Linked DNA regions of Drosophila melanogaster: region 1 is linked to region 2. The links are chromatin contacts, called in public Hi-C maps. All regions are on one chromosome and are shown on one strand. The core of a region is the stretch at or near the end of the contact, and the rest is flanking DNA. Distances in the headings are between cores, read along the strand shown.

What was found. Hi-C and Micro-C count contacts between places; a contact is called where the count stands out from the background.
Region 1: a contact with region 2 is called in a Hi-C map of the OSC cell line, with 10 times the contacts expected there. A contact is called at or near these places in 12 of 107 Hi-C or Micro-C datasets (the D17-c3 cell line, the Kc167 cell line, the ML-DmBG3-c2 cell line and 4 more).

Annotation. Positions count from the first base shown.
Region 1 is chr3L:7,431,934-7,437,797 of dm6, forward strand. Rac2 (Rac2,) reads right to left here and starts at 3,257. Exons shown (of 1, transcript NM_001274588.2): 1 at 829-3,257. The coding sequence starts at 2,577. The coding sequence ends at 1,999. The region is part of intron 1 of CG42458; the gene reads left to right. It overlaps CG14835, which reads right to left and starts at 5,533. Exons shown (of 1, transcript NM_139865.2): 1 at 4,875-5,533. The coding sequence starts at 5,399. The coding sequence ends at 4,941.
Region 2 is chr3L:7,367,895-7,374,050 of dm6, forward strand. Sh3beta (Sh3beta,) reads right to left here and starts at 1,366. Exons shown (of 6, transcript NM_001202128.2): 1 at 996-1,366; 2 at 1-90. The coding sequence starts at 1,040. akirin (akirin,) reads left to right here and starts at 1,949. Exons shown (of 4, transcript NM_168211.3): 1 at 1,949-2,174; 2 at 3,813-4,178; 3 at 4,269-4,625; 4 at 4,687-5,817. The coding sequence starts at 3,941. The coding sequence ends at 4,697. SMSr (Sphingomyelin synthase related) reads right to left here. Exons shown (of 4, transcript NM_139857.3): 4 at 6,156.

The DNA of each region.
Region 1 (5,864 bases), core at 2,007-4,506, 66 kb after region 2:
CCACACGATGGGTTGGTGATGGTGGTGTGGCAAAAACATCCATCAGTGGCCATTGAAATGTGCGGGAGGATGGGCACAATTCGCACAGCAGGTTGTCTTATGTAATTATTTGTCAAATTCACACACTGAGCAGCGGCAGTGTGGGGCCATGCCCACATCCGCTAACGAGCCGCAGACACACGGTGACCGCAAAGCCATCGAAAACCACCCACCCAAAACACCCAAATCACCCAAACCAGCCCCTCATCATACTCGTATCCGCGGGCAATCAATCAACAGCTGGCTCATTATGACAATCGAAGTATTCTATAGATATAGATAGAATTGAAAGAAAGCGGAGCATAAAGACATAAATAAATATGATGTAGCCATTATAGTATATAGGCATATGTATGTATGTATGTATGATAGGACTGAAACTGGCAAATTGCTTAGTCAACCGGTCCGGGGATCAGAACTTCCGGCGTGTCCGGCAATCGGAAATAATTATCTAAAATTTGTGACAAATGCGGGTGCAGATAAGATTAAAGTTGCCAGGCGTGTGCAATTTTCCCCACTAGCCGAAAAGTATGCAGCAGTTCAGGGGTCAAGCACCATTGCATTGCCAACTATGAAAACCTTTAAATATACCCACATTACTTCCATAATAGACATAAATCTGAATTGCACTTTGCTCCCAACATAATTCATCCGACTATTTAGTTTTGTACAAACGTTTATTTTGGTTGATTAATATTACACTCTTTATTGATAAATTATGTGTTAATATAAATAAAGTGTTTCCTTTTTTTTTAATTTACCGCTCGCTCTCTTTCGTTAAAACAAATTGGCAAAATGTATGCATTTATTTAACATAAATATCAGTATATAAATTAACATCAAAGTAGAGGCTAATTGTGCATTTAGTATACATTAAATCAAGTCCAGGCAAATGCGTTGAGCGGGAAGACCATTGATCAGACACACACACACACATTCACACGTAACTCTAAATACTATATGTATAAATGAAAGTTCTTTTTTTGTCGGCTTCCCACATTCCCCGATTGTTCAGATATTGGCCATAGGCGGGGCCTTTCCTGGGGTTTTTCTTCCACACCCAGATAACGGCTATCTGGTACTGGTTATAGTGACTGCGTTTGGGGCGCTAAAGGCTATAAATCGTCTAGATTTATTTACAATTAATTTTATTTGATTTGTCATACGTTTCTCAGGCCGAATTTCATTTGCAAAGTTCTAATTTCTGCTGTTTAATATAATGCACTTGCGTTTTAAGGCAATTTATGGATTACTATTTGCGAAAATCAAAATTTCTTTTTTTGCAATTAACATTATATAAAAAATGTTTTTTTAATTAGTCGAAATCATTTTTAAAATGTTAATTCTTGTATGTCATAAGCGCAAAAGTATGAGTTGTACTTAATCTAAATTCTAAAACAAGTTAGTCATTAAAAATACTACGAAACAATAACTCAGAACAGAAAAATTTAAACATGTTATCTAGAGCAATATAGAAATTAATTTGAGCAATATTACATCAAATATCTCAAGTTTTAGAAGTTCTTCCACATTTATTTTACTGTGTACGCACAATATCATACTTATATGCTTATGTGTATATCTTTCTATCCGTGATCTGCCCCCCAGAGACCCCTGGCCCCGCCCCCACCCTGTGTAGCCCCCTTGCTGATAGCTGTGTTGTTGTTTTTGTGGCTGCTGCTCCCCCACATAAAGCTGACAATAAAAACAAAACTACGCTCACTCATTCACACACTCATGCCGTCACACTCGCAACCCAGAGACGCGCTCACACTTGCACTCACATCACACACACACACAATACACACACTCACACACTATCTGCTGTAACTAAAGACCCAACAAAGCGAATATGAATATTTTGCACAGAATTTTGCGCTTTGTTCTCTTCTCTTCTCGTTTTTTTTTTTGTTTTTGTTGAAGTTCTTCGCGTTTTTGTTTTGGGTGGGTTCAAAGTTCTTAGAGCAGGGCGCACTTGTGCCGCTTGGGTCCTCGAACGACAGGACATAGCACGGATCGTATGGCCTCGTCGAAGACCGTCTTCAGACCCTTTTGGGTCAGGGCCGAGCACTCCAGATACTTGACCGCAGCTATTTCCTTGGCCATCGCCAGTCCTTGGGGATAGGTGATCGGTGTTAGCTTCTTGTCCTTCAGCTTCTCGATCGTCTGCTTATCGTCGCGCAGATCCAGTTTGGTGCCGACCAGGATTATCGGCACACTCGGGCAATGATGACGCACCTCGGGAAACCATTTGGCTCGCACATTCTCAAACGATGCCGGATTCACCAGTGAGAAACAGATGAGAAAGACATCCGTTTGCGGATAGGATAGCGGCCTCAGGCGATCGTAGTCCTCCTGTCCAGCCGTATCCCAGAGGCCCAGATTGATGGGCTTGGCATCCACCATCACATTCGCCGAATAGTTGTCGAACACCGTGGGTATGTACTCGCCGGGGAAGGCGTTGGTCGTATAGCTGATCAGCAGACAGGTCTTTCCCACCGCTCCGTCGCCCACAACCACACACTTGATGGCCTGCATGATGAAGGCTACTGTACTGGTGGTACTACTGGGCAATCGATGGGTTCAGCAGCTCGATGGGTTGCTTGTGCGCTGGGGGCAGAGGGTTTTTCAGTGGATCAGCTGGTTTCGTGCTCGATTTCCAGTGGCTCAACTGGTTTTCTTTGTGGCAGCTTAACTTATAATTACTTTGGGGTAATTCATTCAATTCAGTAGGTCAGACAGTTTTTGAATGCTTCGATATTTGTACTTTTGAACTATTTTGTACTTTTCTTTTTTCTGTTCAACAGACAAATTTTAGTCACACAATTTAGTTTTGCCTTGTATCGCAGCTCAGCTAGTTTTTCTAATTGTATAGCTTTTGCTTTTCGCGTTGGCGTTTTGCTTTTATTGTTTTTTTTTTTTGGCGATTATACAATAATTTGCTCACGCACTAATACAAATTCTGCCCACACACACACACACATTCAAGCAATCGCGTACAGAGAGAGATGCGAATTTGAAGTGGAGTTTGATTTATCGCGAAAGTTGTCAAATCAATATTCTTAATTGAAAGCAGAACCGTGACGGCGTTCTTTCTGTTCGGTCGGTATATTATTTATGAATTAATTGGGCCCGCATATGTGGGGATTTGCTGATTTTCTGTGGCAGAAACGGAAAAAACACGCCCAAACGCTGTGAAATCTTCGCGGCGATTGAAGAAAATTTCTGCCTCCGCTGGCAGTTGTTGTACTTGTTTTTTCACTGTAGTTTTCGCTCTTTCAACTGGCTTGTACGGCTGTCTCGCTCGTTCGCGTGCGTTAGTCGCTTAAACGAAGCGCTGCGCGCATACGCTCTCCCACACAAAGAGCGAGCGAGCGAACGTGAGCGAGAGCGGCACTGGCACAGTGCAGTCCCATAAAATTAGTCACAGTGAGTCATTCGCTCGGTGACGTTAGTCGTGGCAATCCACAGAGAGCAGAGCGAGACAGAGATAGTGAGTCTCTTTACTTGACCTTGCTTTGGTCGTTTTTGTAGAGTTTTCTATATTCGTTCGACGGTTTTCCACGAATTTCCCGACCGTTGCTGTTGTTTTGAGCCAATTTCCACGCGACTAGAGGCTATCAGAGATGTGCGGTACCCAACTCAGGTACAAATCGCCCGTAGCTTATCGCGGTACAATTACAGTGCCACACCAAAAACAAGCAAAACGTTGATATCGCGCGATATAAATATTAATTGAACAATATTTTTTTTATTGATGAATCAATTATGTGACCTAAATATGTGTCACAGTCTTTGGATGAATATACTTAAATGGAAGTATTCATATTTTAAAATTGGAAACTCAAATTTAGATTCTGGAATTACTTTTAATTCTCCTTAATTCGGGCCATATTAATTTACGACCGTTACATCCCATCTAATTCTTAAACGAATTATTAAATTTTTCATGACCAGCGATATTTGCTGCCGTTGACTGTTTTAATGGACCACAAAATTGCGTGTGTCGGCAAAAACCAAAGCCCAAGGAATAACAAACAAATAACATTGGCAAACAGTGCAAAATATCGACAGTAAAAACCGAAAAGCAAAAACAGAACCCAAACCGAATCCACCGAATCCGCCGCATCCGCATTCAGCCAAAAGTGATAGCCGAAATATTTCGTGTTTGTGTTTTGGCTTCCGCCCCACCAACCAGAAGCCCAAAACATCCCCCCCCCCCGTCCTCCACATGCCACGCCCATTTTCGCATTGATTTTAAAATGGAAATGTTTAAAGTGCCGTCGGCGAATATTTTCGCATTTAAGTTAATTTCTCGCACTGCTGATGGTGCTGCTGTAATTGGATAATTAAATAGGCGCCACAAAATTTGTTCTCCAGCAATCCGAACAACAAGCACGAATATATGAATTTCAATAATATGCATTTTCAAAAAGTTTTTAATGGAATTTACTGTAAAAAATCCGCAACAATTAAATCGCCAATGAAGTCCGTTCAAGTGGAATAAATGTTTCTGTTTCCGTTTGTGCGTGGATGAATCATTCGATTTCGTATTCGATTTCAAGTGGGCGGGTGGGCGTCGCAAGGTTATCAGCGGGTCAGGGCGTGAAACAAAAACAACACTTTTTCGAATTAATTTTCAAATTACAGCGTAATTTAATAGATTAACCAATCGAAAGCTTTTGGCTAAAACAATGGTGTTAAATTAAGTTGAAAAGCGATAAGCGCAACAAATAATGCAGTTATCAAATTACCTTTCAGCAAAGTTATTTACTTAAACCATAACATTTTGAAACCCAAATGAGCCTTTAAGCTCCCAGAAAAAAAAAACATTTGATTGCAGTGTACCTATATTTTCCATTGCTAGCATATCCGGTGGTCAAAAGGGTTCATCAAGGTTTTTAAAGAGGCGGGTTTTCCCAGTGAAATTGGGATGTATACCTGGTACACCTGGTACTTCCAATCCCTGGACTTCGCTTCCGGCTCGTTGCACCCATCTTCTGCTGCCGCTTCTTCCTATGCGTCTTGGCATTTCCACGACAGATTCTACGCTTACTTGACTGAACATCAGAGCGCGTCCTTTGCACTGTGACCTGCTGAGGCGACAGGACATTGACGGTTAACCTCATTGCCGACTCGATGGATGGTCCGAATTGGGCCATCAAATAGGGGACTTCCTCGAACAAGGACTGCTCCTGGTCACTGAGTGCGTGCCAAGCGTTGCGGGCTTCCTTAACCAGTGTGACAGCTGGTATATTCTTACAATCGCAGCCTAGGCGGTATTCCCGCAGAAAGTTGTACGGGGCACATTTGCTGATGAACACTGGCGACTTGGAGCCAATGCTATAGCTGTAGTCCATCGGAATGCCGGGAATGGAGGCGAATTTTATGCGGCACGGGCGAGATGATCAGGAAACTCAATAATTTTGGTAAAGTCGTGGCACTGGGAAATGTGTTTTATCAAATATTTAACATCACATCTACGAATCGGTGTATTTCGAAATACAAGCGCTGCTGACATATACGAAAACAAATTTCGGATTACTTGTTTCGTTTCGAAATCGATTAGGTACATATATGTGAATTTTTTATTACCAGAAGTTAACTAACAATTTGCTGCTCTGCATAGTAAACAATTGCAATTGAAATGCCGCACTGAACCGCTTTGCATTAATCGAGTAATCTTTGGCATATTCAGGACTTTATCCGCATATCCTTATTACGACGTGTCCATTGCGGAGTGAAAAACTGTGCAAATAATTAAAGCCAAAGTGCGATACGTATGACAGTGAGTGCAACAATTATTTGATTACTGTCGCCGGGAC
Region 2 (6,156 bases), core at 116-2,615:
TTCCTTGCCGGGCTCCGTGATGTCCACCGTGTCGTACTTGATGTTCTTGCTGTCCAGGATCATCAGAACGCGCTGCTGGCGCTTCTTCACCTGTAAAATTGGATTTCGACGGTCAGTGAAAGCATTTAAATTTGAAAAGAAAGTTAAAAATTAAAGTATATAAAATACCTTTAACATGTATCGTTTTGTTCAGTGTAGCTACCTTTGACAACGCTGTTAATTACAGCGATGACAAATCGCTAATGAAGTGTTACCGGCAAGCCCAAACGCACACAAGCGCACACAAAGCCAACTCCCCGCCGATATAAACATATGTACGTAAAAAGAACGCCAGAACCACGCGATATGATAAGGCTAATTAAAATGGTTTGTTGCACCCCAGCATTTATCTTACGATAAGAATATGTGTTTCCCAACGCTTTTTTAAAGTGTACAAAGACAGGACAAAAACAAATAATTGTGAACCGTACAATGACCGTTATGTTTTTGTTCTTATTGGAAGAGGAAGATTGCCAATTGAACAAAGGCACCGAAAGAGTGAGAGGGGGAAGTGAATCACCCCTCACGCATGTACACACACACACACATGCACACGCACCCACGCAACTGCGATCAATGGAAATCCCTCTCTTCCATGAACAATTTACAGTTCACAGTGGAATGAGCTTATATGGGCAATGAAATGTATGTTTGTTCTGCTTCTTGCCACCACTAACACTCGCACACAAGGGCACTCACGAAAATACCCACTTGTTTTTCTTTGACTGTACAGACATACAGACTTACATACCACACACTACATCATCATCATTGTCCAACTCACGTACATACACACAAAGACGAAACGCAGCAGAAGAAATAGAATTTGCAATGCGTTCGTCACCACTTTAGTTTGCTTCTTTTCCTTTTTATCTGTTTGTCGCTAATACCAGGGCCAAACATTCCAATAACATGACACTATTTCGGTTTTAAGCCCGCCACGCCCACAAACTCACCTCCTTATTGCCGGACATGCCGCTGACGTAGACTTTCAAGACCATTTTCGCAGATTACTGTGTCCTCGCACCGCAAATGAAATAATATTTTGCAACTAAAATCTGCTGGCTACTTTCACGGCGATTAAAAATATTTATAGATCTTTTCTTTTCCTGCTTTCTTCCGTCCTGCGCCCCTACGTAATGTTTTTCCACTGGTGACGAAGGCACACGCACTGGGCAAGGTCGTTGGTTTTATTGGCTGTAAAAACGGCAAAGACGCGGATAAAAAAATTGCCTGGCGACGCTTATAAAAGTGCAAAAATATTTGATATCAGGAGTGGAAAATATTTCCTACTTTGTCGTTGAATTGAATGGTGGGACCGCGCATTGACGGCTATAGAAAACCTTCCGGCTTATCAAATATACTAAATATGATGCTTGATTAAAATACTAAAAACTTTGAACTTAAGTGATATTTCAAAATTAAATATTTTTAAGACAACTTAAATTTTATTATGCTCCCATGTAAGGTTTTCATTTTTTAAACGTTCTTCGATTAATAATCGTAATAATAAAATAATAATTTATAAAAAGCATAAGATAGGCTTTTTAAGGTTTTTTAAAAGATAGAAGAAAAGGATTCTTATTATAGAACAAATTATTTTTAATTTGGCGTCGATGAGTTAGCGGCTTCAAGGAACGGTGGAATTTAGAACATGAGGGTGTTTTTTATTTATTAATTTTTTGTTACTTGGAGTTGAATTCCATAAAAATAAAAATGCAATAATGCTAACTTTCTACAAACGACTTAAGGTTATAGGACTCAAGAAAGTACATAGAATATGCAATTGAAAAATGTTCTCCCCAGACTTTTCGGTTATTTGAAGTTTTTGCTATATTTGGTAGAACCATAAAGTATTTTTTGGTATAGATCCGTTAGCAGGGCAACCAATATTAGCGGTCGCCATGCGGTCACTCTGTTCACGTCCCGTCACGCAAGCATCGTCGTCCATTTTTGCTAAGAAGCGAGACGAAAATTTGTAAATTATATCTAGCGAGTCGCCGAGGACGAACAACTATTGACAGTGCATTTCAGTGGCCTTTGGAATACTGCTCAAACAACCAGCAAGCAATAACATTACTTATATCTAACCGAAAACCTAAATTAATCACCCAAACTGAAGTACGGACGTGAATGTAAGTGGGTATGTGCCAGCGGACTAGTGGCACAATAAAAAAGTAAATAAAGCGCGTGTGAAGTGGTGCAGAAAGCAAAAAAGCAGTCGGAAGGAAAAATCAAAATACGCATTAATGTAAGTGCGATTGTTGGAAAAGCTGTTTAACTTTTTGTTCCTCTGAAAAGCTGATAATGATATGCGATGCGACCATTTTTAAAATTTCATGAAATCAACATTCCAACTCACAACGGTGTGCGTGTGCGTTTCTTTGTGTGCGTGCGTGTGCAGGCTAGAGTGGGACAACCAGTGTGATCGCTTTGGCTGCTGCCATTTCGTTTGCTTTTTTTTAAACTAATCTCTGGCATTTGTCACGTAAAAGAGTATAACGTTAAACCCAAAAACGTTTTGTATATGGCTTTAAATATTTAATAATTGTGGGCAGAGACAGCAACACCAGCAGCAGACGCATACACACGTGTTGCGGTTTATCGAGAGGGCAGTGTGCGTGTGTTAGTGCGGAAAACAGCTGGTACAGCTGCCGCTGCAGCGACGAAGAAGAAGAAAAGAAAGAAAGGGGAAGAGTGAGAAGAACACGCATTATTATCCTGCGTAGTTTTCTTTTATCGGTGGTTGTTCTGCTATTGGGTTACAGTTTACACTTTTCTCTGTTTTCTTTATTTTCCCTCTGCATTGCTATGCATTTTGCCTTTGCGTGGTGGTTTTTTTTATTTTCATTGTCGGTCGTCCTTTAATTGCGCTGCGCCACTTCGTTTCGTCGCTTTCTTTGGCTGGTTTCTCCTTCTCTTCGGAGTTTCTGGATTCGTATTCCGATTCGGTATCGCCCTTTTCCTGCGACAACAGCAGCTGGGTGCACGGTATCGGAGCTGTCGGCGATAGCCGAAAGAAGCTAGAAACCCCAAGGAAGCCAACATCCTTTTAATTGTCGTGGAAACTATAATAGTCTCATAAAAATTAGGTTTTTAAAATGGTTTTGTCATTCTATTCTAGAAAAAGCTATGAATATAAGAATATAACAATATGTTTAATTGCTTACTAATTTTATTGAACAATATAATTTAATCGTGACGAAATGGGGGAAAAAAAACATTTTTTTGTTGTCTTGAATTTTTTTTCCTCTCTTGTCATGATTATTTAGGTAAAACGGACGTCATCAAAGTCATTAAACTTACGCGAACTTCGCATTTAAAAGTTTTTTACTGGCATTTCTATTTTTAATAGCTTTCTGGGGAAAATATCGGATAATAGCTTTTCAAATTATGCATTGCTAGCAACTTTGACTAGCGAAAAGTATTTACTAAAAATTTTTGTACCTTCCTATTTTCGGCGCTCTTTTTAAGCAAAGGCCCTTGTTTTGTAGCGTTGAAGCCTCAAATTATTTCCAAAATCACGCCCCATAAGCGATAAGATAAGAGAGCGTACAATTGTTGCCCACGATACATACAAGGCGAGAAAAAGTCCAAATTGCCAGCATTGGCGGCCATAAATCGCTGCACCATTTTCTTTTATCGGCTGCGTGTGCGTGAGTGCACGCCTGTGAATCCTGTTTTTTCCTTGAAACCAGTTTGCGTCCGTCTTTTCTTTGCCAGCAAGGTGTTCACTTCACCTTACTCATTCATTGTTTGTTTGCCCATTGCAGCCGACGCTTGATCTTCCATCTGCAGCATCCATCATTTGGAATCGAGGCAATAATCAGCATCTACCGACAATCAAGCAAGCCATCTATCTATCAGAAGACCACCGGGTAGTAGAACCTCAATCATAGCGATGGCCTGTGCAACCCTGAAACGAGCCCTAGACTGGGAGTCGATGAACCAGCGGCCTCCGAAGCGCCGGCGTTGCAATCCCTTTGGCCAGGCTGGGAGCAATGCAGGTCCAGCGTCGCCATCCCGCGACGGTCCCAGCACCTCGGCTGGTCTGCCCCACACGCCCAGCAACCGATTCGCCAAGGATAGCACCGAACCTAGTCCGTTCAGTGAGTCGTCGCTGGCCAAAATGTCACCAGGTTAGTAAATCAGGTCGATGCTGGAAAAGGGACGTCGGATTCCTTTTATGCATATTACCTTAATACACCTTTCTTCTTTTCGAAACACAGACAAAATGGCCGAGAGCTTGTGCAATGAGATCAAGAGACTGCACAAGCGCAAACAGCTGCCGATCACTTCGTCGGCCTTGGAACGCATGCAGGATTCGGAGTCCAGCGGATCGGAGATGGGTCCAGAGAGTCCGCGCCGCCCGGACAGTCCACAGAACCTGATGCGCCACGGCGAAAAGGCCCTGTTCACGTTCAAGCAGGTGCAGCTCATTTGCGAGAGCATGATCAAGGAGCGCGAGAATCAGCTAAGGGAGCGCTACGAGTCCGTGCTGACCACCAAGCTGGCCGAGCAGTACGATGCCTTTGTCAAGTTCACATATGATCAGATACAGCGTCGCTACGAGGCAGCGCCTAGCTGTGAGTTCAAGTTACCATCGGTCATGGTTATAGTGCTAATTACATTATATTTTTATTTCAGACCTGTCGTAAAGCTGTGTACACAGCTGTAGCCTCAGAAAGAAGAAATTAATAATTGCACTACGATCTTATGTGACGGTAGATCTACCGCGACAACAACAGCCCTCATAAACTATAACAAACAACAAATAAGGAAACTAAAGCAAACGCAAAACAAACCAACAAAAAAAAAAAACCTAAAAAGCAAAAAACCTAAAAACAAACAAAAAAAAAAAAACAAACTACAACATACATCGTGTTTAATATATTTTGAAATACACGCGAAGAAAACGGTTATAGTTTATGCCTAGATTTACATATATATATTGTATCGGTTAGCAGCAAAGGGATGAATTATTTAAAAGCAAGCAAAAACCACAAAAGAGAGAAACCAACAAACCAACTTGTTAAATTTATGTTTTTCACATAACGCAAATTCTAAATAAAATGACAAATATCAAATTATGAACTATATGAACTATAAGCACACCGCCACTGCAGACATATACATATGGGTGCATCCGTAGAGAGAACGATTCAATGAAACCTCAAACGTAGCTTCGTACATAACAGACCGACAGAATTGGCAAATATATAATGTTAGGCACATGATGTAGCATATAAGGTATGATGTAAAACCTATCAAACTACATATATTGTTTTTTTGGAAATTGTAATTTATGAAGCGAAGCAACAAAGATAACTCACAACTCATGAAGAACACTTTTCATAGTTTATTTTTGCATATTAGTTGTAACACTAAGGCGAGAAACGAACGCTTGAATTTGCCTATTTTCTCGAGTATCGTTTGTTAATTGTTTCTTCCTTTGATGCGAATTATTGCAAAGTAATGTAAACACACAAAACAATTGAAATGTTTCGATTTGCTTTACACCATACAAAAATGAATAACGAAAAGAAAAGGCAAACAACAAAAAAGGTATAAAAGTTATTCATTAAGTTAAATTGAACGCTTTCTTATAAAATACGCTTGACAGAAGATGTTTCATGTTCATTGCAATTATTTTTTCACACCTTGAAGAATATATACGAGAATATATGATATATATATATATATATATTTTTCAATTACCGCAATCATACATACTACTTTATATTAGTAATTTAAACTTAAAATTAGTAAAGAAATGCCATTTTTATATTAAAACAAACAAAAATAAAATGATGAATTGTAGATGCCCGCTGGTCTTTTCTTTTTAAAGCTTTTTATTCTGTTTGTGAAGCGAACTCTTAATTTCATCCGTTTATAAACCACAATATTCTTTTTTTTATACCAACCCGTATTATCCGAATAAAACTCAATTGGTTCTGGTTGCTCCAAATCCAGCTAATGCTAAATGATTAACCAGGTTTTTCAATATAATTTGCGAATCTAGCAAAACTGCCATAGGTGGGGAAAAGACTGAGCAAAATGAGAGATACCTTTTGTGCAAAACTTTCCATTTGTGAATAAAATTATGAATAACCTTTA